5 separate regions of the Mus musculus genome follow, and all the other regions are linked to region 1. A link is a contact called in public Hi-C, HiChIP or PLAC-seq and promoter capture Hi-C data. All regions are on one chromosome and are shown on one strand. The core of a region is the stretch at or near the end of the contact, and the rest is flanking DNA. Distances in the headings are between cores, read along the strand shown.

Region 1 (5,352 bases), core at 663-3,162:
TTCATTTCTTTGTTGTAACAAACACAGTGATTAGTGAAGAACACCGTCACACACTGAGCAACCCCACACCCAATTTGGAGTTATTTCCTTAGAACAGATTCTCAGAAGTAAGATTACTAGGTCAAAAGATGTAGATATTTTTACGGCTTTTAATACATACTGTGAAATTGCTTTTTGAAAGAGTTATTCTAACTTACAACGCCACCAGCGTTTCCAGAGGCAGGTTTCCGCTCCCAAATCGTCTACACTAGTGCTATTAAGAATGCTAATCGATAAAATACTGTACCCTGGTTGTTAAAAATTTCGCCTTTTTTTTTGAGGCTCATAAAATTAAAGTTTGTTGAAGAATGAGTATACAATACAAAACATTCTTTTGGGACATCTTTATTTTTGGAACAACCTAAGCAATTCTCAACGGTGACCATCATAAGAAGACCACACGTTGTTAGGATTGGCACAGACTGGCTTTGACGATCAATCCTAACGCCAAAACACTCGATCGACTTTTCAGTGTTTCTGCTAGTAGCAAACGGAGAGAGAGAGAAAAAAATGTTGAGGAATCAAACAGTGCAAGTTTACAGAGAGGATCTGGAGCTCAGCTGCTTTTCATTAAAGTGCATTCTCCTTCCTTCCCTCCCGCTTCCCTTCAGTGCACCTGCAGAATCCCTGCATGGTGTTTGCCCTCCCTCTTCTCCTTCCCTTTTATTTTTCTATGTGCGGAATTCCTGCACTCTGCCCTTCCCCTCCCTCTCTCCTTCCATCCTTTCCTCTATTTTCTGGCCACGTTCAGAGCCCCTGATTTCTCTCGAGAAGGCGCAGTACTTTGCAGCTCTTCTGGCCCGGGCTTGTGTCTGCAGGGCGTGCGAATCTCTCCGGTGTGGACCTACAGGCAGGAGAGCTGCGCGGAGCTGCGGCTGGAACCCGACCGAAGCGCCGGGAGCCCGGGAGGGATTGGCTAGGCTAGCCGAGGTCGAGCGTTCCGAGCCCTAGATCCGCGGCTGCAGCCTGGGACAGGCACCTATGACTCATCGGCTCCGCCGGTCACATGGGCAACGTGACCAAAATAAAGTTTCAGTATTTTAAGCCGCTAGAAAAGGGGACAGAGGAGCGCAAGGCAGGCGGGAGCGTAGGGTGGCCGCGGGGACGCTGCGCCGGCCGAGGGGGCGGGGCTGAGGCCAGGAAGGGGCGGGATTTGGCCGAGGGGCGTGGTCTGCCGGGAGGTGCGCCCCTCCCCCGTGTCGGGCAGCGACGCCCCGACTCTCGGCTAAACGGTTCGGGAACGCTGTGAACCGGCACGCCTCGGTGCCTTACGTATCCCTCCGGCAGGGCCGCCCCCCGCCAGCGCCGCAGGCTGCGGGATCCCGGAGATCCCAGCGTGTCCTCCGAAGACACCGGGACCCCCACGCGCCAGCAGCGGCTTCCCCGGGAACGTCCTTCAGCTCCCGGAGCACGCGGGAAAAGCCCCAGCACACCAATGAGCGAGCGCCTTCCTCATGACGGTCACGCTGGGGGGCGGGGCTTCCCACAGCCGTTCCCGAGTTCCGGGAACCCCCTTTGATTGGTCTGGACGGCTTGGGAAACACTGTAGTGACGTCCAATCAAAACACCACGTCTCGGCCTCGAGGAAATATTCCGTGTCAGCCTCATCCTGATTGGGCCATCCTTTCGACCTCTGTCCACTAGGAAGCTTTGTTTAGGTCTGGAGGGCGGGTTTTCCCGGGAGTGGGTGGGGAGGGGGCGTTGATTCCAGGCCAATCACTTTAGTCGGTGCGGTGGTGATCAGCCAATGGACAGGGTGGATAGGACGCTCCTCCCGGAGAGTAGTGAGACCCCTGGTGCGGTCCGATTGGTCGCGGGAGCCGTGACTGGCAGACGCACCAACCAGTGGGCGCTGTGCGTGGGCCGCGGGGCGGGGCCAGGGCGGGTGCGCGGCGGCGGCGGGGTGGCTGGGCCGGCGGCGGCGGCGGTACGAGGCGCGCGCTCGGGGTCCCGGTCGCGAGGAGGAGGAGGATGTGGCGCGCGGAGGGGAAATGGCTGCCGAAAACAAGCCGGAAGGTGAGAGCCGGAGCGTGAGGGCCCGGGGCTGTCAGGGTGGCGGCGACACGGCGAGCCCGGGGCCGCGCCGGACATCCCGGGCATCGGCGGCGCGGGGCGCGAGCGCGGGGGCGCGGCGGGCGCGGGGAGGGCGCCGGCGGGGTGGGGGGGGCGGAGCGCGGCCGAGTCCTGAGGTGACTCGCGGGCCGGCCGAGCGGGGCGCCCCGCACCCAGCCCCGGGGGCGGCAGGCCGGGGCGGGGGGCGCGCGGGGCGGGGGCCGGGCCCAGCGAGGAGGAGGAGAAGCCGCGACGCCTCCCGCACCCGGCCCGGGGCATCCCCGCCGTGTCGGTCGGGGTGTCAGGGGGCCGCGGGGCGGAAAGTTTCCCGGGCCGCGGGGGCTCGCGGGCACCGGTGCCGGCGGCCGTAGCGGCGTCAGGGCCGGACGTTCCCCTCCACAGCCCCCCTCGGGCCGCGCGGCGCCTCCTAGCGCCGGCGTGGGGGGTGTCCCCGCGCGGGTCCCCGCCAGGGGGCCCCCCTCGTGCCGAGCGCCCCTCGGCCGAGGCCCCGGGCGACCCCTCCCCCAGCAGGGCCGGGGTCCTCGCGCGGCCTCCCCGCCCCTCACAGCATGCTCTTCCACACTTGCCCTTGCACCCTCACTACCGGGAGGGTGGGGTCTCCACACTGCCATGCCCTTTACCTTCCGTGACCCCGATCCTCTCCGAGCACTGAGGGTTCCGTGTCAGCCTGTCCCCTTTTTGAGGGGACTCTCGTGGGGCCGCGGAGCCTCTGCACGCTGGGTTAATCTTTTTTTTTTTTTTTGGCCAGGACAAGGGGACTCGGGGCTACCCATGTTCTTCCTTCTTAGCTCACCCAGTGGCTTGTGGGGCCCTGTGCAGCTCTGAAGTCATTTCTAAATAGGCAGGCAGACACTTCTTCCAGATCTGTACTCTTTCCGTACACTTTCCTGGGTTAGGGTGAGCTCATTTCCTGAACACCCTTCGAGTTGCCCTCTTTCTTGTTGGGAAAACCGGACGCTCCAATGCTCCTCTCCCTAGCTGTCTGCCTCTCTCCTTGGAGTTCCCTGTCTGGGCCAGGGTGGGCGCCCCAGTAAGATGTAGGGCAGGCAGGACTTCCGATGTGCCTACCACTTGAGTGTAAGGGACCTCAGTACTTGTTTCTTGCAGGAAAAGAAGGATCTATTGCTTCCCGTTCACTCTTGGATCTTAGGGGGCACCCTTCACCAGTTAACACTATCCCACTGGGAAAAGGGTCCAGTGCCCTTGAATTTGGTGTTCTGATTCCTGTCTTCTGAGCAGAAAGAACCAGACTTTATGCATCCCACTCTCAAGAAGTCTTTGAATCTTTCTTGGAAATAAACTTCCCAATTCTTCTTTTTTTTTTTTTTTTCTGAGAGAACTCAGACCCTCCTTATGGCTCCTGTTTCCCAGTCAGCCATATTTAGTGAGCCTGTTACCTTGACTTTCTCTAATTTTCTCAAATTGTATTCATGTTGGCTGGGTAAGGAGAAGCCATATGCCTTTCTATCCAGAATAGGGAGTGTAGACACCCTTGTCGCCCACATGCCATTTGAGAAGAGGTAGCTTGTGTGCTCCTTGTTGTACCAGAATCTTCCTTTGGCCCTGGTATGTCTCTAGTGGGATCAAAACATTTCTTTGGATCTTGCACCTTTCAAGCAAAGGGGCAATTTCTCTACTTTTTGCTGTTCTGGTTCTCTTTGACATCACGGAAATTGGGTGCTCGACACAGTTGTTGACACACACAGACCACTTTGTGCATATGTGCAATAGCATTCTATACATACCCAGAAGAAGTTAGAAGGGTCAGGTGGCAGCTCTATGGTCAGAGTGGGTGGAGTGTTAATTTGCCAGAATGTGTGTATCTGTACATACCTACCCATGTATGTTATTGGTGGCTTCAGGATTAGAAGAAGCCAAGGTGTCGTTGATAAAAGCAATGTCACACTACTCCTTCATTTGTCATTTGTATTGTACTGAATAAGCAGAAAGGCACTTCTCCCATGTGTGGAGTGCTTGCTGATGAATGCCCAGACTTTTCCATTTGGAATCTAGGGACAGTATTCTCAGCTTGATTCTGTGGGGAGTGAAAGTTCTTATCTTGATTTTTTTTTCCCCCTGCAGTGTAGGAGAAAGCGATTTCCTGTGTTTTGGGGAAATGATAGGAAATGGAGAAGCGGCTGCCTCTCCCTGATAGAACTGGGAGCTAACTGACGGCTTCAAGTACATCCCTGTTGTATTTCAGCCAGTGAAGTGAGAGACGCTAAGAAATTAGAAGAAGGTGCCTTCGGAAAAGTGCTTGCCGCTGCTTCCCGGGAAGGTGGCAGGGTTTCCAGGTTCTTTCTCTGGGGCCCACAGCCCTGCCTCTGCTCAGGTGCTCACCTCCCTGTCTCGTGCTCTCGCTCAGCAGTGTCATCTTACTTTTTGACAGACTTCGTGTAGAGCCTCACCTTCCAGCTGTGTGTTGTGTGTTCTTGTTTCTGTTCTCTTGAAGTTCTTTTCCTAACAAGGGAGCCCTCCACCTTGCTTTCCCAAGTAAGGAGGTGTCTCAGGTGGCTCTGGCTTTGCTTTTCAGCATGGTACTCGCTGCCAGAAAGGAAAGCTCTTGCTCTGATTTTCCTGTGTGTCTCCCATTTTTAGGCTGTTTTAAATCTTGTGTCTGTTGTCAGCCTAAAGGAGTTGATTGTTTCTAGGGTGCTAGTGAGCCTTGGAAAAATGAAGAGTTGATTACCTGCTGTGTATGTTCCTGTAGGCCTGAGAGTCTTCTCGTTTCTGGTGATGGCTCTTCTGCACCTTTCTCCAGGCCGTTGACTTCCTTGGGTGTTGTCCCTGTCCATCAGAGTACCCCACACATGGACTGTGCAAGGAGGGGTACTGAAGGTACCACCAGAGCTGCACCGCTTGTGCTAAAGTGAGGATCTCAAGTGGATCTGCTTGCGCTGACTATGTGACTGCATCCGGGAAGGGTGGGAATCGGTGGAGGTCTTCTCTTGCAGTTAGTCAGGTTACCCCGCTTCTCTTAATTACTTTGCCCCACCCCCTATCTTTTCGTTCAGACATCACTTCCTCTTCCATTTCTGATTCCCCAGCATTTGGGAAAGGCCAAATGACCTTTCTCTAGTCTCCTTTTAGACCTGACTTACCTATTTCTGGGAGATGTTGTGGTTTCTCCATCTTACCCCTCAGTGGATTCTGCATGTGAACATGTGCACAGCAGCCTCTCCTCAAGGTCGGAGTGCTTCAGCTTCCTTTTCAGAAGAGGAGCATCACTCGTTCCTGCTT
Region 2 (5,687 bases), core at 2,914-5,413, 2.3 Mb before region 1:
AATAAATAAAAGAAAAGAAAAGAAAAGAAAATGTTACATAAGTTTGCCCACAGGCCTGTCTGGTGGGGGCTATTTTCTCAACTGAGGTTTCCCCAATGACTCTAGCCAGTATCAAGCCGATATAACGCTACACAGCAGACTGCCGTCCAGCCACCATGTGGTTTCCCAGCATAGGCCTGGCCTGGCCCATCCCAGGCCTCCACCCATCACTGTATATCTACCCTTTACCACAGGGGGGTCAGGGAGGAAGGCCTGGGATGGCAAGTGTATGGGATATTTACCCATCACTGCAAGCAGGGATGGTATCTGTTCACATCTGGGGAGATGGCACATCTGAATTGCATAGCTTCCCTAGGAAAGCCCATGTCCTCATGCCCACATCCCCCCGTGGGGCCTGATTTGGAAACGGGGTCTTTGGTGAAGTTACTGAGAGAGGGGGTCTCAGATCAGATCATTCTGGATTATCAGAATGGGTCCCTGTAGGAGAACAGAGAGGGAGATGTGAGAGGGGACATCAGGGAGACAACTGCCAAGATGGGGCTGGGTGGTAGGAGCTGTGCTCTTTCTCTAGTCCCGTCTGTGTGTGCATTTAACTCATGTGTGTATATACGTATGTCTCAGAGTGTGTGGAGGTCAAAGGACAATCTACATGAGTTTCTTCTCTCCTTCCACTGTGTGGGACCCAGGAATTGAACTCTGGTCATCAGGGTGGCAGCAAAGACCTTTGCCTGCTGAGCCACCTCTCCAGTCTGGGAACCCGGTTCTCTTTCAAAGTTACCTCTGCATCTGTTGTGGATTCTTTGACTCAGTGACCGAGGTTAACATGGGAAGCACAACAATCGCAGAGCTTGGGGCAGTGCGAGGATTGCCTCCTGAGGCAAACTTCCAGCGGTGCACACCCTGTGCACGACCCAAAGTGCAGCTGGCTCTGGAAGGACCACACACACAACAATCCTCCGTGTGTGTGTGTGTGTGTGTGTGTGGTACCAGCTCTGGAGGAGCCCCATGCAGCTCTGAGAACCCACCCCAGCGTGCTCAGGATTCTCACAGGTATCAAAGGTGGGGCTCAGTCTTAGAGGAAGCATCTCAAGTGGCAGAGCATGTGGGAGGCCTGGGATCCATTCTCAGCACTTCAAAAAGGAGGGCCCGCTGAGTTCCCAAAATGCTAAGTCACAGCATCAGGAAATTAAGGCAAGAATCTGCTTGTTATAGCTGAGCTTCTGAGTCTTCTACAGAAAGATAACAGCTTCATCTAGGACTTGAAAACATCCCATACCTGCCAAACTGTGATCTCCCAGGGAGGCCATGTGTGGGTAGTTGCGCCATCTGCTGACCACTTTGGGAACAGCCTCTTGAAAATCCCTGGCAACGGCTAGTGGACCTCAGGACCAACCCAAGCTCTGGGCCCCCAATACCTTACTCCCTAGTCACAGTCATCATGTCTTGCTCCTTGCCCCCGCCGTGACCTGTGTGCACACGTGGAGGTCATCTAAATGCTTCATCGCTTGCACCTGCCCGAAACACCCTCCCCCCCCCCACACACACACCAGTTGAATTATGTACCTGTTAATGATACACGCAAGTCCCAACCAGTCTCCATGACTCTCACCATCTTTGGAAAATAGTCTGTGAACATGATCAGGTCAAAAGGGGGCCGTTAGGGCAGGCCTGTGCCAACGTCAGGAATCCTTACAAATGAGAAAGCGACGATGACTATGGAAAGTCAGCCAACGGGGAGAGGCAGCCACAGGCTGAGGGACATCCAGCATGGCTGACAACACGGGAGGCTGGAAAGGCAAAGGAAGACATGTGCCCTCAGGTATCAGAAGGACACACATACATGCACATGCAAGCGCACATGCACACACACTGTGGTTCTGGCCGTCTGGTCTCAGCAACCTCACTACATGCTTCGGTTACTTCCAGCAAGCCAGTCTGTGGTCTGTCCTGGCAGCCTCACGTAAGATATAATGGTGTTTATTCACAGTGTGGATACTGGAGACTCCTCACGGTAGTAAAGGATTTACACTTCTGTAGAAGCCAGGTTTCAGAGCGGACACCTGCTGCTCGTCCCCTCTGCTCCGGACAGATACAGAGCACCTGCTTAGCCGTGATCCTTTGAATGAGAGGCTCTAAGTGCCAGTATCAGAAATCCACCTGCCTCTGCCTCCTGAGTGCTGGGATTATAGGCGTGTGCCACCACGCCCGGCTGTAACATTTTCTTAATTGGTGAGTAATATGGGGGGGGGGGCTCTGCCCATTTCATGTGGTGCCACCTTAGGGCAAGGTAGTCCTGTGTTGTATAAGAAAGGCTGAGCCAGAAATAGATGATGTTTCTCTCTCACACCTAGGATTCATGCATGCCACAAACTTGACATTTGCTTATTTGTGTTATTAAACATTATTCTTATGTGCATTGGTGTTTTGTCTGCATATAAGTCTGTGTAAGGGTATTGGATCCTGGAGTTAAGAGTCGTGAGCTGCCATGTGGGTGCTGGGGATTGAACCCCAGTCCTTTGGAAGAGCAGCCAGTGTTTTTTGTTTTTTTTTTTAAAGATTTATTTATTTATTTATTATATGTAAGTACACTGTAGCTGTCTTCAGATGCACCAGAAGAGGGCATCAGATCTCATTACGGGTGGTTGTGAGCCACCATGTGGTTGCTGGGATTTGAACTTTGGACCTTCGGAAGAGCAGTCGGGTGCTCTTACCAACTGAGCCATCTTACCAGCCCTAAAGGTAGAAGCCTCCTTGATTTTTTTTTTTTTTTTTTTTGGTTTTTTTCGAGACAGGGTTTCTCTGTGTAGCCCTGGCTGTCCTGGAACTCACTATGTAGACCAGGCTGGCCTGGAACTCAGAAATCTGCCTGCCTCTGCCTCCCGAGTGCTGGGATTAAAGGCGTGCGCCACCACGCCCGGCGCAGCCAGTGTTCTTAACTGCTGAGCCACCTCTCCATCCCTGGCTTATTGCCTTATATGCACTTATCTATTCATCTCCCCTTTCTCTGTCAGCTTTCAGCACACTCTTCACATCCACAGCGGTCTCAGGAACCTCTGTGGGAATTCACGTCATCGTGGCTGCTCCCACCAGTGTCCCGGAGACCTCATTGGACTGGATTCTCTGACGAAGCCACACTGTAAAAGGTCCAGCAGGCTAAGGAGCCCTCACAACGGTCAGGAGACAGACTACAGGCCTGAGCTGTATCTTGGGCTGTCATTCACTGATGAGTCTAACCTATGTCTTGGTGACTGTTAGAAAAGACTTTTGGGCCACACTATCATAGCGGTCCATTAGCTCCATCAACCCAGGCACACTGCTGGCACCCCCGTGGGAGCAGGAACTCAGGGACATCTCGCATGGCTTCTGTCCCAGGGAGAAGCTGCAGGGCCCAAGAGCATCCTACGGCGTTTCCTTCCAACTCCCCCCACCCCCCGCCCCAGCAGCACTCTTCGGTGACATGGTAGCTTACTTGTGCGTATCATGCCCAATATAAAGAACCCTCTGACAGCCACCTCTGACCTGCACACACTCCTATCTCCAGTGTGCACACACCCTATAAACCCACACTCCCAAGGTGACCACGCCCAAGGAGTGCAGCACACTCCTGAGAAGCCTCTATCTGAGGTGCCCCGACACAGTGTCCACAATCCTCAGACGCGCACACACCCATTCCCACGCTTTCACAATCCTCAGACGCGCACACACCCATGCCCACACTTTCACACTCCCCAGGCATGCACACCTCCTAAGTGCGCCGCACACCTCCGCCCGAAGTGCACCGTAAGCCCGAAGGTGAAGGGCACGGAGCCAAGCGAGGACACACTGTCGGGGCAACGCCCTACGCACGAGCCCCCAAGTGCCCCCTTCCGCGCGAGTCCATGGCGTCCCTTTCCCCGTTCTCAGCCAGGAACCCCCGACCGGCATTTTTTTTTTTTTTAACTCGCCCTTCCTGTAAACAGGAAGTGGCTCCGCGCGTGGCGGCAGCTTCCGGCCCAGGAGGGGCCGCCGTAATCATGAACGGCAGCACTTTAGACCCAATTGCAGAAGACAGCTTAGGGGAAAGCCAATCGCGAGACGCAGTCGACGGAGCTGGAGGCGGGTCCGGAAGGCGGGCTCTGCAGGACTCAACCAATCACAAGGCGAACGAGGGAGGGCGGGGCGCGGCCGGGCGGACGCCGGGGCGGCGGCCGTCGGTGGAGGCTGCCGGTGGCGGCGCGATGCTGCAGCTGCGGGACACGGTGGACTCGGCGGGCACGAGCCCCACGGCGGTGCTGGCGGCCGGCGAGGACGCGGGTGCGGGCCGGCCTGGGGCGGGCACACCGCTGCGCCAGACGTTGTGGCCGCTGAACGTCCACGACCCTACACGCCGCGCCCGCGTCAAGGAGTACTTCGTGTTCCGGCCCGGCACCATCGAGCAGGCGGTCGAGGAGATCCGCGCCGTGGTACGGCCCGTGGAGGACGGCGAGATCCAGGGGGTGTGGCTGCTGACCGAGTAAGCCGGCGCGAGGGGACTGCGGGGACACTGGGCGGGGGCGGGCGGGGGCAGGCGGGGCTCTTGGTGATGGGCGGCCCCTCTCCTCTCCAGGGTGGACCACTGGAACAACGAGAAGGAGCGGCTGGTGCTGGTCACCGACCAGTCGCTGCTCATCTGCAAATATGACTTCATCAGCCTTCAGTGCCAGCAGGTGGTCAGGGTGGCGCTCAGCGCGGTAGACACCATCTCCTGTGGAGAATTCCAGTTTCCTCCGAAGTCGCTCAACAAGTAGGTGCACCAGCGCACTACACGGCAGGGCCCCAGCGGATCCTGTAAGTGGTATTGACCCACTCTCTTGTGAGGTAAAGGTCTCATCTTGAAGAACCAGTGGAAAGGACCTTTAAGTAGAGGCTGGTGATTTCCGGGTTGCTCAGTACCTCCTTGAAAGGGATGCTGGCACAGTCGGCCACTCTGTCCCCACTAAAAACCATTCATTTAAATACCGTTAAGATACATGGAATCAGAGCCCACTGTCATAAGCTATGTAGGGAGTCTGGGAGTTTTAACTCCAGCAGGAGGGAGACACAGGGCATGTGCTCAGTATTACTAAAAATTCGATACATCGCAAAACACCTAACAGCCTTCAGAGACTGGTTGGCTTGCTATAAAAGAATTATTTGACTAGGGACTCCAGGAAGCTAATGGCTACTAACTTAAGCATCATTCAGTAACATTAAGAACAAACACGGCCATAATTAGGCCAGGTTGGACTGTGTGCCGGTTTCATAGGCTGCAAAGGAGGCTCATTAACTTGTTACGCTTTGGAAGTGTGTGAAGCTGTTAGTGGAGGCCATTGTTACACTAGGTCACAGGTTCCCCAGCCATCCCTGATACTGAATGCAATGTTGTATTCCTGTGGTAAGCAAGGCTTTCTCCCCCTCCCCCATCAGGAGAGAAGGCTTTGGGGTTCGCATTCAGTGGGACAAGCAGAGCCGCCCTTCCTTCATCAACAGATGGAACCCCTGGTCTACAAACATGCCCTATGCCACCTTCATAGAACACCCAATGGCTGGCATGGACGAGAAGACAGCGTCTCTGTGCCATGTAAGCAGGCCAAGGCCACTGTCAGTGTGAACCCTGGAGGTGCAGTTCCACAGTAGGAAGCTAGGTGGTGCTGTTTAAGAACAGAGTCACCATCCCATTGCAGGATGCT
Region 3 (5,951 bases), core at 891-3,390, 2.2 Mb before region 1:
CTCCCTGGGGCCCTGTGAGGACAGCAGCAAAGGTGAAGAGTGAGTCGAAGAGAGGCAGGTGGGTCTTGCCACACAGAGACACAGGGTGAAGCGTCCTGGTGAGAAAGGTGATGCTTGCCCATGTTTACCCAGCCCTCAGTGCCTAGAGCGGCAACCTTGTCATGGGAGTGGGGCCAGGGTCCAAGGTGTGATGGGCAAGCACAGACGTGAAGCCTTTTGGGCCCTCCGGGGGGAGGGGGGGAGAGGCAATACCACCAAAAGGTGAAGCAGGGCGGATGTGCCAGCCTCCTCCCAGTGCCCACGGGACTGCTGTGCTTGGCCGGCTGTATGCCTTGCAGGGTATATACGCTCAACACCTTACATCAGAACTTCCAGGAGAACACAAACCCCAGCCAGTACAGTGACAACCAGGGCTGCCTCTGCTGGGAAAGGGATCACAGCATGGTGGTGAGGGCCAAGTGAGACACATGCAAGGGGCTTCAGTCTCAGAAACCACAGCACGTCAATGGCTGATACAAAGACATGCACCATATTGAACAGTCATCAGCCTTCTGGCAAACCAATATATCTACTACATAGGAAGGCAGAACAGTGTACAGCCTGTGTCATACCCAAGCCATGGGGACACCTGTAACATAGAGGGCCAAGGTACCTCAGGGAGTATCATCTTGTAGACTCGCTGGCCTATCTCTCCACACCCCCACCCCGAGAAAGCAAGAGCGAGAGCGAGGAGGGAGGGACAGGTGTCTTAATTAAACACACACACACACACACACACACACACACACACACGAATACTAGCAAGGTGAGCTCTGATCTCTCAAGAGCAAATTTCCTTGCCAATCCATCATTAGGAAAGGGCTGCATAAACTCAAGGATGAGAAGACACACAGGCTGGCGCTACCAAGAATACAAAGGGTAGGGGGTGTGATGGAGGGGGTGTGGTAGGGGAACTGACATGGCCAGATGACAGGACTGGACTGTGGAGATCCTAGAGTGGAGTCAGGTCAGGTTGTGGCTTTGCATCTTCTGCCTTCTCACCCCTCACTCAACACACAATGAGCACCTGGTGGGCGTCAGGCACAACGGGAGCCTGGGACCACAAAGAAGCCAATCTCTTACACAAGGCAGCCCCGAAGAAAACTCTAGGTGTGCTGTTGGCTTTGGGTAAGCACTTCGGCTCTCTATAAAACGGAAGCCATGATCCCGCCCACTGAAGGCTGTTGTTATGCGTGATTTTGTGCCTTGTCTGGACGCTCCGCCATTTGGAAACCCAATCAGTTACGCACACGCACACACGCGCGCCACACCTGGCTCTCTGCTCTTGAATTTCTTCCCACATGAGAAGTCTAACATTGATAGCAACTTTTAAACTGCCACACGTCCAGAGACCTCTGAGCTCGCAGGTCTGAGAACTGAGAGGAGACGGACCGGTTGCGGGGGCAAAGACATCCTCCAAGGAGGGACAGCAGGGCGCGCGTCTCCCTCCCCTCGGGTCCCACTGACCTTGAGCGAGGCAAGATGCGCGATGTCTGGGCTGAGCTCCCGCAGGCAGTTGTCGGCAGCTGCCAGCTCACTGAGCAGGGGCAGAGCTCCTGGCCGGAAGAGCTCGGGGGGAAAGGCGTCCAGGCGGTTGCCGGTGAGATTGAGGCTCTGCAGGCGAGGGGCGCAGCGCGCCAGGTCGGCGGGCAGCTCGCGCAGGCGGTTGCCGCTGAGGTTGAGGCTCTGCAGCTGCGGTAGTCCGGGGGGCTCGGCGGGGCCCAGGCCCTCGCCGGGCGGCAGCGTCTCCAACGCGTTGCCGGACAGGTCGAGGACGCGCAGCGCGGGCAGCGGCCCCAGCTCGGGGCTCAGGCCCGGCCCCAGCGCGTTGCGCCGCAGCACCAGGCTGTGCAGCTGCGGGAGGCCCTGCGCGAGGCCGGGCCCCGGCGCGCGCAGGCTGCCGCAGCCGCTCACCTCCAGGTAGTGCAGCAGCGGCAGCGTGAAGAGCCGCGGCGGAAGCCGCCCGCCCGCCGCCTTCACCCGCTCCTCCAGCCCGGGCCCGGTCAGCAGCAGCTCGCGCCGCCGCTCGCGCTCGGCCAGCTCCAGCTCCGGCCAGGCCTCGGACACGGCCATCGCCGCCGCCGCCATCGCGCCGCCCGTGCGCCGCTTCCGGAGTGCGGCGCCACACTTCCGGCGGGAGCCGGAAATGACCATAGAGAGAACACGCGCTCGCCAGAGAGTCTGGACGCAAGGGGTTTGTGGGACGGGTGTGTGGGGCGGCTCTGTTTTTAGCCTCAGCTTCACACTGGCTGTGTAGTGTGGCTGCGTGGAGTCCCACAGGTTAGGTGGTCACCTTTCCCACCCCCCAGATACCAACTAAAGACACGATTATTCTGGGGTTGTAGCTTAGTTAGTAGAGCGCTTGTTTGGCATACATGAAGCTCTGTTTGATTCCCAGCACAGTGTAAATGGGGCATGGTGGTGCACACACCTGTCATCCCAAGCGCTCAGCTGGTCGAGGGTTAAGGTTAAGGAAGGAATTCACTAGCCGGGCAGTGGTGCCTTTAATCCCAGCACTTGGGAGGCAGAGGCAAGTGGATTTCTGAGGCCAGCCTGGTCTACAGAGTGAGTTCCAGGACAGCCAGGGCTATACTGAGAAGCCCTGTCTCGAAAAACAAAACAAAACAAAACACAAACAAAGGAGCTTGACTTTATAGCAAGTTTGAGGTCAACCTGGGCGACTGAGACCATATTTAAAAAATAATAAAACAGGCAACAAGAAAGATTTAATTAATATGGTATACTGGAACAAGGGGGAAAAAAAGATAAAGGGCTCCAGAGCGCCCCCGTCCCCAGGTTTGTCTTCAAGGTACATAAGCCTTGGGACAGGCAACAAGAGGTAGTCCAGTTGGTAGAAACATGTCAGCCTAAGGCTCAATCCCCAGTACTGGGGGTTGGAGCAGTCCCGGGCCAGGGTGTGATCCAACCACCTTATGTTTTGGTTTTGTAAGGTAGTCGCAGAGGTTGAAGTTGTTTTATCTTCGGTCTTCCTTAGAAGACAGAGCTAACACGTTTCCATAGGTACTAATTAATGCTCCAGGATGAGGCCCTGTGGTTAGAAGTAATGGGCCAGGACAAACTCACTGCATTGCAACTGGAATGCACTTGGCATTAAGATAGTATAGAAGGCAGGCACATCTGTGGAGCCTGGATTATGATTAATAATCTTATTTGTGGCTTGCTAGGAACTATGCAGGAAAACCCAGCCAGGGTGACTGGGGGCAGGAGACACTTGTGGTGCTTATGGCTCAGGATGGCTGCAGTTATGTAGAGCATAACCCATGCAAATAGGAAGGCCCCACACACCATCACGGGTCTTTAAAAGAGAAGCAGGAGAGAAGGGAGCAGAAAGATGAACAGTGACAGCTTCAGACTGGAGTTGCTACAGAGACAGCCACAGAGATTTGGAAAAGACAAGCAAATGGATTCTCCGCCAGGAAGGAATGGACCTCATGCGTGTCTTAGCCTACGAAGACCTGTACCAGACCTCGGCGCAACAGGACTGTAAGGTGAAGCCTTTGTGGTGTGGGAAGCCAGTGGGAACTAACTTGCCAAGGCAGCATTGGGAAGTGCTGTTGTATATTCAGAAGCAATTATACTCTCCCCATCTTGGGTTTTAGACTGGGCTGAAGGTGTGGTGTTTGCTCTTTTACTAACTGTTCCTGAAGTGAACTGAGTGTAAGAGGTCTCTGGAAGACACGACGTCTTTGTTGACTTTACCTTGAAAGTCTCCCCCCACCCCTTTTTGGTCAGAGCCCTCTATGTGATCTTTGGTCAGAGCTCTTCCAGTACTTGTAGCTTGAGAAGACACAAGGTGTTGTGTGAATTCATTCTCCGGGATGAATTCGGTGTTCTGTACATACCTAAGCATCTTTCAGCTTCTTGGCAGTAAACAACTTATTCTGGCAGAACTGTGAAATGCGGCCCTTGCCCAGCAGCTGGAGAAACCCAGGATTCAGTTATCTTACTGAGTGAATTCTCCGTTCTGCTCATGGATAATAAGCTCATTTTAAACACTATTTTAGAGACCTGCTCTCCCAAGCCTTTCTCTCTCCTCAGCAAAAGCAAGGGCAGAACTACTCTTACCAATGACCACCCCCTTTCCAGGTAGGGCTGCATGTAGCCCAAGCTAGCCTGTAATTCACTTATCGCCAAATGATGCCTTGGACCCTGAGATCCCTAACATGCTGGGAGATCATCAATCCTAGGGTTTTGTGCACACCGGGAAGGCAAGCTGCCAGTTGAGCCCCATCTCCAGCCCTATAATTGCTTTTTAATTACAACTGTGAGTTGCGCATAGGGGTGCTTGCCTTTAATTCCAGCACTGGGCGGCAGAGGTGGGTGGATCTCTGAGTTCAGGGCCAGTGTGGTTTACACCATGAGCTCCACGACAGCCAGGGCTGCATAGTTAGATCTGCAGGGCTGGAGAGACGGCTTAGTGGTTAAGAAGAGCGCTTGTTGCTCTTGCGGTGGACCTGGGTTCAACTCCCAGTGCTTACATGGTACCTCCTAACCACCTATAACTCCAGTCCCAGAGGATCTGATGCCCTCTTCTGACCTCCAGGGGCACCAGGCACACATGTGGTGCAAAGCACACATATAAAGAATATAATAAAAAAAAAGTGTATGTAGAAACTGTGGTGGCAACTCTGAAATTTTGGTTTCTTAAAAAAAAACACACACACACACACATAGAGAAATAGTATTAAGAATATGGTTTTGTTCCAGTCCCAGGTGTGGGGACATGGGGCTGCTTCAGATTGTCTGCAGCAGCTGACTATCATTTGCCTCGTGATCTAGCAGAGGTGTGGTTTTGCCAGCTGCAGATAGTTTCTGCGATTGTGTGACATTTGGAATTCTGGGGACTTTTCAGAGGGTGTATAAATGCTAGGGGCCTGGAGAAAATGGGGTGAGTGGTTGCTGGTCATTCAAGGGGGCTGGCTGCAGTTTGTTAGGAGTCATGCTCAAAGAAGAAACAAGAAAGAGATTAGACTCAGGGCTCTCTCTCTCTCTCTCCTCTCTCTCTCTCTCTCTCAAACACACACATCCTTCTATCCACTCTCTCCTATCTAGTGAAGGAAACGAGACTGGGGGGATAAAGGGCGAAAAGAGGACAAGCCCACAACGTAGCAAAGCCAGGCTAAAGATGGGTAATAAAAGTGACATGACACTGAACGCTCTTTACTGTATTAGTGTACTCAAGGCAAATTAGCACATAAACCCTCAAACAGCAACAATAAAAATATATTATTCTATACCTGAAATAAAGACAAATAGAAAACTATGTTAAAACATTAAAAAGTTGCAAATTTTCATTAAAGGTATTTACATCTGTATTCTAGTATTAGATATGACACAATTCTTTTAAATTAAATAGAATCTTTTATGAAAATAATATAAATAAATATTAAATATCCACACTGTAGCATACGTGAAGCTCTGAGGAGTGTTCCACTTAGATATTGTGAGTGGCTGGGGGTGCGCAGCTCCTTCCCTGAATCAAGCAGTGAGGTGGAGCTTGGTGGCTGCCAGTACTGCCAGTCACCTCTGCAGAAACTCATGATTCTGTAATAGGCAAAACACGAGAGCTAAAAACGAAGGATTCTTTTTTGTACTGTTTTAATTTTGAGCCAGAGTCTCACTCTGTAGCCCAGGCTTCCTTTGAACCTCTGGTGAGCTTCTAACTTCAGCCTCCCAAGTGCTCGGAGTACAGGTGTGAGCCACCAGGTCAGGCTAAAAATGAAGGGCTTTACAGTATCTCAAGGTTACAACACACAGAAGCCTTTCCAGGCATCACCCTCTGTTCTGGTTCTGAGGTTTGCTTTGCATTATTGTCTGTACTTAAGGCAGGCAGAAGACAATGGCAGCACCTCTGGCCTGAAGGACCACCTTATTATCCCTTGGCGCCCTGC
Region 4 (5,238 bases), core at 1,700-4,199, 2.1 Mb before region 1:
CACCAAACAACCCCCCAATAACACCTAGTGATGCACAGGGAGGAGCCTTAGCGGTCGTGCCGACCTGCAGCCCTAGGGAAGACAGTGTATGTATACAGACGCACCAGGGCAGAAGGGAGCACAGCTGGGCCGAGAGCCTGACTCTGGACATTTCCAAATTTAATTCAAGAACTAGCTGGACCAGGATCATTTGCAGGCTCCCAGATCCCTACAGTATGTGGAAAACCACCCAGAGAAGCCCAATAGAGCATCTTGCTGGGTCACCTCCCCTCCCCTTCCAGAATGGCACAAGTAGTTGTCATTTCCCCCCTGGATCTGGAAAATCAAGCTGGGCAAGGATGGGCTCTGGCCCTTAGTGGGGGCATGGGGCAGGCAGCAGGGACAGCCTCTCCTCCCCCCCCCCCCCAGTCCTAGTGAGGGAAGGCAAACACTGCTTATTCTAACGCAGAGACTGCTGCAAGCTAAGTTGCCAAGCTGAGGAGAGATATGGCCAAGCTTGAGGGAGCTTGAGGAAGAACAACCGGCTGAAAAATTCTTTCACTGTGACTTTTCAGGGAATGGCCCTGTATCCTACCTCTCACCCTTGTCATCTGGAGGATGTGATGCTGTGATCCTAGCTCACCCCTCTCATCTGGAGGTTGTGGTGCTGTGATGTCTGCTTTACTGCCCCCTGCTCTCCATGTTGAAAAACAATAGAGTGAGCTTGGCTATGGCAACTCTGTACTTCCCTCCAACCCTGGCTGGGGCCTGCTGGGGCAAGCTTTCCTAGGCTTGGACAGTCCATGAATCCCATACCCCTACACAGTGAGGTTTATGAATGGGAACATACGTATGTGTTGCCCAGAAGAAACTCAACCTCAGGACTATCTAGAGACCACAGCAAAGGAGATTTCTCCCCACAGAGGCTCCTAGCACTGGAATCCAGAGCTGCCGAGGCCAACAGCAGTGGAGGGCCTGCCCAAGTGGAGCTAACTTTGGGCGGCAGCACTGACAGAGAGCAGCAACACACAGGTCCTCAGATGTGATCATACTGAGAGCCCAAAGTGCTTATGGCCCCTTGGTTACTTCTTAGTTACCAAGCCAATCAAACACTTGCTAAGCAAGATGCTGAAGTAAACCATCAGAAGAAAAACCACTGCTCCTAACACGGAACAAAGAAGTCCATTGGAAGTTTCTTGGAATAAGATACAACATTGAAATACTCTATAGACTCTGACATCCAAACTATCCCACAGGAAATCCGGCTCATGTGAACACACTTGATGTGTAATCTAGATCTTTCTCTTCCACTGGATTTGAAAAGGACCATCCCAAGAATCAATGCCTGTCTGGCATTTGCTGGTGTTTTGGGGTATGTATGTATTAAATTATTAAGAGTTAGAATGGCAAGTCACTGTTAAAGATGCTACATGAGTTCCCTGTGGCTGTAACGGCAGCAGAGTAGAGGAGACTGACCCAGAAAATAGCGGAGAGCAGTGATAAGCATAGCTGGGTGACTTGGCATGCTTCTCCTTTAATCTGTGAGGCTACACTCCTAGTTCACACAGGTTCTGAACCCCGAGCTGATCTCCCTCAACCACCATCCTCCCCTTTAGCACAAGAGGGCAGCACGGTATGAAGGATTACTGGATTCCACCCTTCTTCCTTATCTCTATTCCAGATGGGTACAACTGCCCGTTCAACCTATGCTCCTGTCAAGACAAACATTCTTTAAATCCAACTTTGATCACCCCTCTCCAGGTCTTAATTTTAAAACCCTAGGCAGCCCCATTGTAGGAGTAGAAGTGCTAATTATGACCGGACACCTTGTTTCCCCAGTCTCCATTCTTGTCTTGGATTTTTTTTTTGTTTGTTTTTATTTTTGGGACAGAGTCTCTTATTTAGGCCTGACTGGCCTAGAACTTGTTATGTAGTCTAGACTGGCCTCAAACTCACAGAGATTCTCCTGCCTCTGCATCCCAAGTACTAGGATTAAAGGTATGTGACACTATGCCCGGTTATGACTTGAATTCTAGAGAATAGTCAAATCTAACGAACTTCTCCAGTGCCTTGACCAGACCCTGTGTCTTCAAGAGCCCGTGTCAGGTGTGGTAGTGCATGCCTTTGATCCCAGAACTTGGAGGATCTCGGAGTTTGAGGTCAGTATGGTCTATATGTAGTAGTTCTAGGGCTACACAGTGAGACAGTCTCAAAAAAAAAAAAAAAAAAACAAAAACCAAAAAACAAGCAAGCAAACAAACAAACAAACAAAAATCAGGTCTGTCTACCTCGTCTCTGTGGTGCATAGAACAGAATGTTAACAGCAGATACAAGTGTATGCCCAATAAAACTAAAACAAAGTACGGGTACTGAAGATCCCTGCAGGAGGGCTGTGGGGGCAGCGTGGCCAAAACACTGGGGCCTCAATAAGGACATCTACAAAATGTACATTTTCAGCCGATGCACTCACTGGAGCCCTTCCACCTCCTGTTCCTTCCCGCCTCACAAAGCCCACCACAGATCTGGATCTGTGCAATGCTGTGTTACTAGCTGGTTACCACAGGCGGCTGGTGTTCCAGCTGCCACTAGGGCAGCCACAGCCAGCAGTGTCAATTGACATTTACCCTAGCATTGCTTATAAACTAAGCCCCAACTCTTCTATTTTTGGTTATGAACTTACCCTGTCATCTTTCCAACCAGAAACCCGAACTCAATGTAGCAACTTCCAAACATTTTGTTACAAGGATATGAAAAGTGTTTCCAGTTTTCTTTTCAAGAAAACGTAAATGTTACAATATTAAGTAATGATCTGGGGCCAAGTAATTTTAAGGACTGAGAGTGCTTTAGAGAATCTTAACGCTTAAAAAGCACAACAAACCAAACCCAGCGAACAAACAAAACCCCCAAACGACACGGATCGAAGTGTAGCCTACCCGGAGCCAGAGCTACAGTCTTTAGTCTCGTGGCAACTGCTCCTGTTCAGTAACGCATGCAGACGAGGACAAGGCGGGGCTCGAATCCGATTCCGGACACGAAGGCTGAGATGCGCTGCAGGGAGGCCTGGAACAGGCACTGGCCGCGCAGTCCCTCCAAGGCCAGGTGTCAGGGAGCCTCCGCCCCGGGTGCCTGCCGAAGACCGAGGCCACGCAGGGTCACAGAGCGCCGCGGAAACGACCAGGCGGGGCCGCTGCGATGTCGGCCTCCGCTATCTTCGGAGGGGTCTCGGTCCAGCCGCCCCCACCCCGGGCCTCTGAGGAGGGCAGCAGAGGAGCAGCCCGGGCTGCCTCTGCCCAGGGCCCGGGCCGCAGCTGCGCTCCCATAGCAACCAGGCCGGCCCGCGCGGTACGCCTGCGCGTCCGCCCGCCGGCGCCTGCGTGCGCATCCAGGCCTCGAGGATTCTGGCTGGGGACAGGTCCTGCAGTCGGACGTTTCCGGTTGCACCTACCTACGTAGAGAAAAGAGTTCCGGGCCGCGTCTACGCACCACAGTTCCGGGCAGGAACGTTACAAGTCCAGTGTCGCTACGGTACCGCAGCCCTGCAATGTGCGCGGTGCTCCGCCAACCCAAATGCGTCAAGTTGCGAGCCCTACATAGCGCCTGCAAGTTCGGCGTGGCGGCCCGGAGCTGCCAGGAGCTGCTGCGTAAGGGCTGCGTCCGCTTCCAGGTGGGTCTTGCATTCCGGGCAAGCACTGCGCGGCGGGCACCTTGGCTTCCACCCCTACGATTTCCATCCTCTTGGGTGGGCTTGGACAGGCGCTAGGCTTCTACAGTACGCAGAGCTGGCTGTCTGGAAGCCAAGACTGTTGTGGGACAAGCTGATCTTCTTGTCCTCCAGCTCCCGATGCCCGGTTCCCGGCTGTGCCTGTACGAAGATGGCACGGAGGTGACGGACGACTGCTTCCCGGGCCTTCCCAACGACGCTGAGCTCCTATTGCTCACCGCTGGCGAGACCTGGCATGGCTGTGAGTAGGAACACTTTGGAGATGGGAGGGACCTACACGGTTTAAAGCCTCGTCGAGGGGCCCGGGCAGGAACCCAGAAGATCTGGTTAAAGGCTCTGAATGCCAAAAGCTTTTGCTGAAGAACTTTGATTTTAATTTTGAAACTGCCAAGGGCAAGGGAAGGATTGAGACTGGGGTCGGTGCTGCTGTGCTGTGCTGTGCTGTGCTGTGGTGTGCTGTGCTGTGCTGTGGTGTGCTGTGCTGTGCTGTGCTGTGCTGTGCTGTGCTGTGCTGTGGTGTGCTGTGCTGTGCTGTGGTGTGCTGTGCTGTGCTGTGCTGTGGTGTGCTGTGCTGTGCTGTGCTGTGCTGGGTTGGGCTGGGCTGGGCTGGGCAGGGCAGGGCAGGGCAGGGCAGGGCAGGGCAGGGCAGGGCAGGGCAGGGCAGGGCAGGTCTTGGTTCCATTCACTGTTGCTCCGGGCTGTACTTCGACCAGTGTGCTGAAATGCTCTCAGGTATCATGGTTTTCATTCAGGCTATTCTAGGTAGGTGTGATGACAGATCATTGTAGTCTTAATCCGAATTTCCCTGGTGGCTAATGGGATTGGGTATTATCTTCCTATTTACCACTTGAAGGCACTCTTCAGAGAAGCGATTCTTCGCGTTTTTTGTGTTTCTTAGTCGGATTTATAAAGCTGTTTAAATATTTAGCCCCCCCCCCCTCCAGAATATCTTGGTTATGACTTCGATGTAAGATAGTGTGGTTTTCAAATATCTCCCGCTGTGTAGCTTTTCACTGTCTTTATTGAAACTGAGCTCCAACCACATAGCTAACCGGCCTTGCTCTTTCCATGCTCTGTACTAGAGCAAAAGGTTCAGATTTGCAAGGGAAATGGGGAGGACAAGGCTACATGTGGCCGAGGCTGGTCTAAAACTTGTGATTCTCCTGCCTCTACTTCCCAACTGCTCACATTCCAAGCTCGTGCCCCCAAAACCAGCTTCCAGAGTTCTGACCTTGATAGATCCAGATGATCACTTCATGGTGCATTTGCTCCAGGAACCTCTTGTCAAGTTCTGGCTGTCTGAGGTTTCTTCCTGCAATTTCTGCATCCTTTGGTATCACAAGAACTTACTTCTTCAGCTTGTTAATAACACAGTGGATCTCACTGAGTTCTGAGTACAAACCAGACTTGCAACCTCATTTGGCTGTGGCCTGTGCTTTTTAAGTGTTACTGAATTCTGTTTGCTCCTGTTTGGTTAAGACCCTCTGTAGAATGCACTTGGTGTTTAGTTTGATGGGAAAGCTCACCATAGGCACTTG
Region 5 (6,032 bases), core at 663-3,162, 2.3 Mb before region 1:
ACACGTGTGTTGTAGCATCTCTCTGTTTCTATCTCTGTCTCTCTGTCTCTGTCTCTGTCTCTCTCTCTCTCTCACTCACACACACACACACACACACACAGACTCTTTTTTTTTTAATGAAGCCACATTTGTCTTCTGTGGAAAGAGAGCAAGAGGGCAAGTGCAGATCAGAAGGAGGACCTATCAAAGGGCTTGTGTTCTCACATTAGAGTTTGGTGAGCAGTAACCTGTTACAATGGATTCCTTAGGAATCACTTAAGACACCAACACTGGAAACATGGACTCGCTCTGCTCAGGATTTAGGACAAAACTTGAAAGAAACAATTATTAAGAGCTCCACGATATTTTGATGAGCGGCAAGCACAAATATCAGCTAACCCAAATGCAACTTCTTTGCTGTTCACTGAGACTTTCAGAACCGTAAAGCAACCTTAGTCTCTGGAGGCACTTGGAAAAAGGTAAAATGTATCAATGTGTGCGAGGCTGATGGTCTCCTCCCACCTTTACGTGGGTTCCCGAGCCGGAGCTCAAGTCCTCGGGCTTGCATGGCAGTACCTTTCCCTGCTAAGCAGGTCCTACCCTGACACTTCCTACATTGTTAGGATGATGTGTATAAGGAGGGTAAAGGATGTCTCAAAAGCCTGGACAAACACAGCAGGGGTGTGAACTGAGAATCAAGACAGCCAGGCATGGTGGCATGCTCCGTTAATCCCAGCACTCAGGAGACAAGGGGCAGATCTTTGAGTTCAAGGCCAACCTGGTCAGAGCTACAGAGAAACCCTGTCAATCAGTCAATCAATCAATCAATGGTATCAGTCAGTTAAAAAGAGAATGATAGATTAATCAAAGAAAACTTGTTAAAAATTAGGATTGCATTTGTATGTGAGAAGGGTCAGGCACTAGTTACGGCTTATGTGGAGGCCAGAGGACAACATGCAGGAGACAGTTCTCTCCTTCCATTAAGTGGGTCCTAGAGCTGGGACTCAGGTCATCAGGTTTGGTGGCAGGTACCGTTACTAGCCAAGCTACCCGACTGGCACGGAACCACAGTTTTTTAAAATAAGACTTGAGTTTTCCCTGATGGCTTCCTAACGTCAGCCTTCTACAAATGCACAATGGTCATGTTGGCGTACCTTGAAACACCCATCTGAACACTATTCTGCCACCCAAAGAATAGACAGCTAACATCCAACCCTGGCAATGAAAGCTAGTTATTTAAACCATTTGCTTATGACGAGTTTCACAAAGGAGGGCCCCGTTTAACCAGCTCGCTCACAGAAAACATACAAAATAGCAATGAGCTGCCATCCCCTGTGCCCTCAAATGTGTGAAAGCAGAGTCATCTTATCCAACTTTGATGAAGGGAAACTGGAGCCGGGAGCCTGGCACCCACCCAGCCCTGGCCACCTGCTCCAAGACCTCCTTCCTAACCCTGACCACCTGCCAGAATAGCAACCCCAACTCCATCCCCACTCTGCTCCACGTCCTCTTTCTCCACCCTGGTCACCTGCCAGGATCCCCCAGCCTGGCTGGCCTGGATCCCTCTTCGGCTTCAGGTTCGTTCTCTCTAATCATCTGGTTCTCCCTCATCTGGGCTGAAACCCCTCTGCCTGCCTCCCTCTCCCACCTCCCACCCCGCCCCCTAAGTCCAGCCTGAGTCCCCGCGGCCGCCCGGCTCGGGCCCCCTTCCCGCCCCCCTTCGGCCCGCCCCGGCCCCGTGCACAAGTCGCGCGCCCACACTTAGGTTCCGCCCAGCGCGCCGCAGCTCACCAGGTACTTGCCGTCCGGGGAGAACCTGCAGAGCAGGCCCGAGAGCTTGAATGACTCCGAGAAGTTCATGGCCACGGCCAGCCCGGGCCAGCCCGGCTCCGAAGTACCTCCCGCAACCGCCCCAGGCAGCGGCCGGAAGTACAGGGGCGGAAGCGAGCAGCAGCCAATGGGAGCCTCAAGCGGCCGCGCGGCATTGTGGGGCGGGAAGTCCGAGTTTGAGTCTTAAAGGGGCTGAGCGCCTTTGCGCTATAGCGGATCTCCCTGCAAATCCCGAAACGGAAGGCTGAATTCTGACTTCAGATAAATCACAAAATAAATATGTTCCCAAAAGTTACCCGGGGCATACTTAGACTAAAAGACTCCCTTATCTGAAATTCAGGTTGTAACTAGACCTCTGTACTTGTGAACATACATTTATTTACATGTAAATGCGTATTTATGTGTAAGTATATAGTCGTATTTCGATACACCTCTTTAGTAGATAACAAATTTTTTGTTACAGGAGCTGAGAGTGCGGTTCTATTGGCAAAATGATTGCTTAGCATATATGAAACCCAGGTTTTGGTCCGCAGCATCGCATAAACCCCGCACGATGGTTTGCATTAAAAAAAAAAAAAAAATCCTACACCTGAAACCAGAGACGCAGATGTTCAGGGCATCCTTCGCTACCTATAGAGTTGGAGGCTATGCAGGGCTGCGTGAGACCCTTTCTCAAACAGAACAAAGCAAAGTATTTTCCACGTATAAGTATAAATATAGGTTTGCTTTGAGGTTTTCCTGAGAGCGACCACCTGCAGCGTGACCTCGTGACGTTCAAGTGCTTCTCAGGTCTGTGGCGGAACGAATTCGAAGGCATGTGGATCTCGTGGGTCGCCTCACCTTTTTGGAGGTTCTAGTTAGAGTGTGGACTTGATTCAGAGGTGTGGCTCGGTACCCGGGACGGCAGCCTCGGTGGGCACGTAGAATACAGCACCAACTGGACTTCAGACCAGGATCGCTCCCCAAAGCGCTCTGCTCCCTCCCTCGCGCAGCACCCCGCGTCCTGTGCCCCACAAGGCTCCCCATTCCGGTGTCATTCGGGAGGTTGGATGTTCCTGTCTGCACCCAAAGCTTCAGAGGATCACTTAAGGCTCAGCCACTGCCTTTGGAGCTAAGTTCCGAATTCTGAAAGACCGGAATCTAGTATTGCTCGGTCCAGCTCATAGCTCCCAGTCTCTTCCGCACCGCTGCATCTAATTTCCACGAATGAATGAATGAATGAATGAATGAATGAATGAATGGCGGTGCTTGCACCATTCGGAGAGGATCTGCAGAGTGCGCGGCCAGCGTCCTGGCATTTTCTGTTCCCAACCAGTCCCAAACTCTTGCTTGGTATTCATCTTTGTCTCTAATCTGCAGCTCGCAAATAATTACTCCTCGTAGCTATTGGCCTAACACCAGGTCAGGCTTTCGAGTTCGAGAGAGATTCGGTCTGCTCCAACCCACCTCCCTTGCAACGCCACTAGCTGCACTAAAGCGACTTCCAGGGCATGTGGGAACACCTTGGGCAAGGACCACTCTGCAGTGCCACTAAGGGGTCCCACAAGGACCCAACTCCTTCTGTGCGCCAGACTACGGGTCTGCGTGGTAGATGAGGGCACCGGAGACCGCTCACTTGCCCAGAGGGGAGATGGCGGGTGGTGAAGAAGACTTCTTGAGCCAGAGAAGAGTCCCCTGACTAACTCCGAGCCGCTCTATGTGCACAGTTTGTGGGCATCCGTTGGGCATCGCCTAGCACACCAATCCAAGGAAAGACTCTGATACCCTGGGCTAGGAAACCCGGACTGCAGGCCGTGGCCCCCGGGGTGTGTAGGTATCAGGAGGCGCAACTTCTGGCTGGACTTTGAAGAGTCCAACCCAGAGGGTCTGCGCTCGACCCTCTTTCCAGGCGGGCTGTGGTCTCTGCCAGGCAAATCGAGGGGGGCTTCGAGCCGTTCTCAGAGACGGAACCCCGCTGGTGCTGGCCGAACGACAACGGTTCTCCTCCGGGGCTTTCAATGTTCAGTTTCAGTCGGTCCTCTCGGTTTTCTCAGGCCGGGGCGAGCCCTGGAAGAGGCGCAGCCACCCCGCTGAGGGCACTCCTGAGCCCCTGGGTTGCAGGCTTAGGACAGTAAGGGCAGCGAGGGGGATCGGGGTAGATGGGCATCTGGGGAGAAGGCGGAGGAGAGAGTCAGAGGGAGTACAGGGCGTCGGGCGCCCTGTGTCCACCCCCTCGGCGCCTGCGCACCCTTCCTGGCGCCCTGAGCCCCGCCAAAGGTCGCGGTCCGGTCCCGCTTCGACCAAGACTCCGGCTACCAGCTTGCGGGCCCCGCGGAGGAGGAGACCCCGCTGGGGCTAGCTGGGCGACGCGCGCCAAGCGGCGGCGGGAAGGAGGCGGGAGGAGCGGGGCCCAGACCCCGACTCGGGCAGAGCCAGCTGGGGAGGCGGGGCGCGCGTGGGAGCCAGGGGCCCGGGTGGCCGGCCCTCCTCCCGCCACGGCTGAGTGCCCGCGCTGCCTTCCCGCCGGTCCGCCAAGAAAGGCGCTAAGCCTGCGGCAGTCCCCTCGCCGCCGCCTCCCTGCTCCGCACCCTTATAACCCGCCGTCCCGCATCCAGGCGAGGAGGCAACGCTGCAGCCCAGCCCTCGCCGACGCCGACGCCCGGCCCGGAGCAGGTAGGCAGCTCTGGGACCCGAGCTAGGGCCAGGTATTTCGCACGAGGCTCCGAGGCTGGAGTTCGGGTGTGCGGCTGCCCGGGTGCTAGCCGAGTGAACGGCCCCAGGGACTCCGCGTCAGTGGCAGGAGGGGCCGGCCGGAGTGAGGCTAGGAGTAGAAGCAGTTGGCACCTCGGCAACCCATGGACCTGCCTCCTGCCCACACTGTCCACTACAGGTGGCAAGGAGTCGCCATACCCGGAGATTCTGGGGCTCGGGTCTGGTAATAGGGGAAGTTGGGAGGTGCGTGGGTATCCTACCTCACAAGGAATGCAAATCCCCACCTCTGTAAGGCAGAAGGCCTTTCAGGTCCCGCTATGGAAGCAGACTAAGAGAGAGGAAAGCCAACTAGAGCCCAACCTCTATGCTGGTCCCAAGGTGTGGGGTCCTGGTGGGTTACTGCTGTTCTGTGATGAGTTTACTGTGGTGCCTCACCAGCCTCCCTAGTCTTCCAGGTAGAGAACCCGGGCAGCCCACACTCTCTCCTGCTCCACTGGGCAGCTGTCACCTTCTCACTCTTGAGAGATGAGAACATCTGTAGGCACCTATCCACATACACACCCGTATGTGTGCGTGGGCGGGGGCGGGGGGGTGGTGGTGTCAGGAAAAAAGCTCTGACTTCTGAGCCCCAAGACACTTGGTTCCCTGTATGTGCTGAGGTCTGTTAATTAATTAAGTGGGCACTTGGGACCTGGGTCGTAACAATATTTGGGGGAAGGTTGTTGTTGTTTTTCTTCATTTAAAAGTTAAATTGTGTCTGTGTGAGTCGTGCACGGGTCAGAGGACATCTTTAGGAGTCGATTCCCATTTTCCATTTTATCAGTCTCAAAGATTTACTCAAGTGGCCAGGATAGGCAGCAAGCACCTCTACCTGCTGAGCTCCACTGCCTCGGATTGGTTTTCGTGGTCGTTGTTTGTGTTGCTGTTTAGCTCTAGAAAAAAAACTCAACAGAGACAAAATGTATCCTGAATCCTTGGTGTGTTGCAAACGCTGTCCCGGCCCCCCACCCGCCCCCATCCTTTGATTTATTCAATAAAAATGTAAAACATTACTTTGTGAACAAAAGATAAGTATTTAACATTTTCTCATCCATGACTGTATAGATTGTGTATGCAGTTTTGAAAATCAGGTAATCGGTTTCAAAGGTGTTGCATACCCACTAACTAGTCTTGAGCTACTGGCGGGCCTATGGGAGCCTGCCTATCAAGCACAGGTAACTAACGACAGGATGCTGAGCAATGTTGTCCTTCTAGCGATGGCTCTGTGGAACAGGCAGGGCTTGCCCATTCTGATGGCCACCCTGTGTGACAACATTCTGGATTAGAAGTCAGATGCTGAGTTCAAATACTCTCTGTGCCCTGGGACCTTGAGCAAGTTACTTAAATCCTCAGAACCTCAGTTTACCCATCTTCGAAATGGAGTCATAGCACTGCTTTTCTCAAAGAGCTTATAGAAACCTGGTCAGTATGCCTTTGTAAACAGAATGGAAACTGCCTGACCCTGGCTGAAGAAGGATATGAGTGAGATGCTT

What was found. Promoter capture Hi-C pulls out the DNA fragments that hold promoters and counts their contacts. A called contact is a pair of places that touch in the nucleus more often than the background predicts. HiChIP or PLAC-seq counts read pairs in DNA pulled down with a chosen protein or histone mark. Capture Hi-C pulls out chosen DNA fragments and counts their contacts.
Region 2: an H3K27ac HiChIP or PLAC-seq map of thymic regulatory T cells shows a contact between it and region 1, with 13 times the contacts expected there. The contact joins the promoter of Tprgl here to the promoter of Camta1 in region 1. A contact is called at or near these places in 3 of 39 promoter capture datasets (the C10 cell line, liver and pre-B cells), 1 of 484 Hi-C or Micro-C datasets (CD4 T cells), 2 of 115 datasets of contacts at active chromatin or transcription factors (large pre-B cells and thymic regulatory T cells) and 1 of 9 other capture datasets (adipose tissue).
Region 3: a contact with region 1 is called in a promoter capture Hi-C map of adipose tissue, with 4 times the contacts expected there. The contact joins the promoter of Lrrc47 here to the promoter of Camta1 in region 1. A contact is called at or near these places in 1 of 484 Hi-C or Micro-C datasets (B cells) and 2 of 9 other capture datasets (adipose tissue and liver).
Region 4: a contact with region 1 is called in a Hi-C map of B cells, with 10 read pairs. The contact joins the promoter of Cep104 here to the promoter of Camta1 in region 1. A contact is called at or near these places in 6 of 39 promoter capture datasets (the C10 cell line, liver, neutrophils and 1 more), 4 of 484 Hi-C or Micro-C datasets (B cells, CD8 T cells, pre-B cells and 1 more), 4 of 115 datasets of contacts at active chromatin or transcription factors (large pre-B cells, pro-B cells, regulatory T cell precursor and 1 more) and 2 of 9 other capture datasets (adipose tissue and liver).
Region 5: a contact with region 1 is called in a promoter capture Hi-C map of pre-B cells, with 7 times the contacts expected there. The contact joins the promoter of Wrap73 here to the promoter of Camta1 in region 1. A contact is called at or near these places in 5 of 39 promoter capture datasets (the C10 cell line, the HPC-7 cell line, liver and 2 more), 5 of 484 Hi-C or Micro-C datasets (B cells, CD4 T cells, CD8 T cells and 1 more), 1 of 115 datasets of contacts at active chromatin or transcription factors (large pre-B cells) and 1 of 9 other capture datasets (adipose tissue).

The regions. Positions count from the first base shown.
Region 1 is chr4:151,858,328-151,863,679 of GRCm38.p6, reverse strand. Camta1 (calmodulin binding transcription activator 1) reads left to right here and starts at 1,912. Exons shown (of 24, transcript NM_001081557.3): 1 at 1,912-2,055. The coding sequence starts at 2,011. All of the region lies in intron 2 of Gm42357 (a long non-coding RNA gene), which reads right to left. It overlaps 9230110K08Rik (a long non-coding RNA gene), which reads right to left and starts at 1,936. Exons shown (of 2, transcript XR_390981.3): 1 at 823-1,936; 2 at 369-516.
Region 2 is chr4:154,159,160-154,164,846 of GRCm38.p6, reverse strand. Tprgl (transformation related protein 63 regulated like) reads left to right here and starts at 4,163. Exons shown (of 4, transcript NM_026388.2): 1 at 4,163-4,492; 2 at 4,586-4,762; 3 at 5,425-5,578. The coding sequence starts at 4,218.
Region 3 is chr4:154,007,992-154,013,942 of GRCm38.p6, reverse strand. Lrrc47 (leucine rich repeat containing 47) reads right to left here and starts at 2,140. Exons shown (of 7, transcript NM_201226.1): 1 at 1,507-2,140. The coding sequence starts at 2,127. Gm31566 (a long non-coding RNA gene) reads left to right here and starts at 2,682. Exons shown (of 8, transcript XR_391010.4): 1 at 2,682-3,548. It also overlaps a transcript of Cep104 not described here.
Region 4 is chr4:153,973,272-153,978,509 of GRCm38.p6, reverse strand. It overlaps Cep104 (centrosomal protein 104), which reads right to left and starts at 2,949. Exons shown (of 22, transcript NM_177673.2): 1 at 2,913-2,949. Dffb (DNA fragmentation factor, beta subunit) reads left to right here and starts at 3,429. Exons shown (of 7, transcript NM_007859.4): 1 at 3,429-3,643; 2 at 3,815-3,941. The coding sequence starts at 3,521.
Region 5 is chr4:154,138,252-154,144,283 of GRCm38.p6, reverse strand. Wrap73 (WD repeat containing, antisense to Trp73) reads right to left here and starts at 1,912. Exons shown (of 12, transcript NM_021499.2): 1 at 1,771-1,912. The coding sequence starts at 1,839. Trp73 (transformation related protein 73) reads left to right here and starts at 4,409. Exons shown (of 14, transcript NM_011642.4): 1 at 4,409-4,461.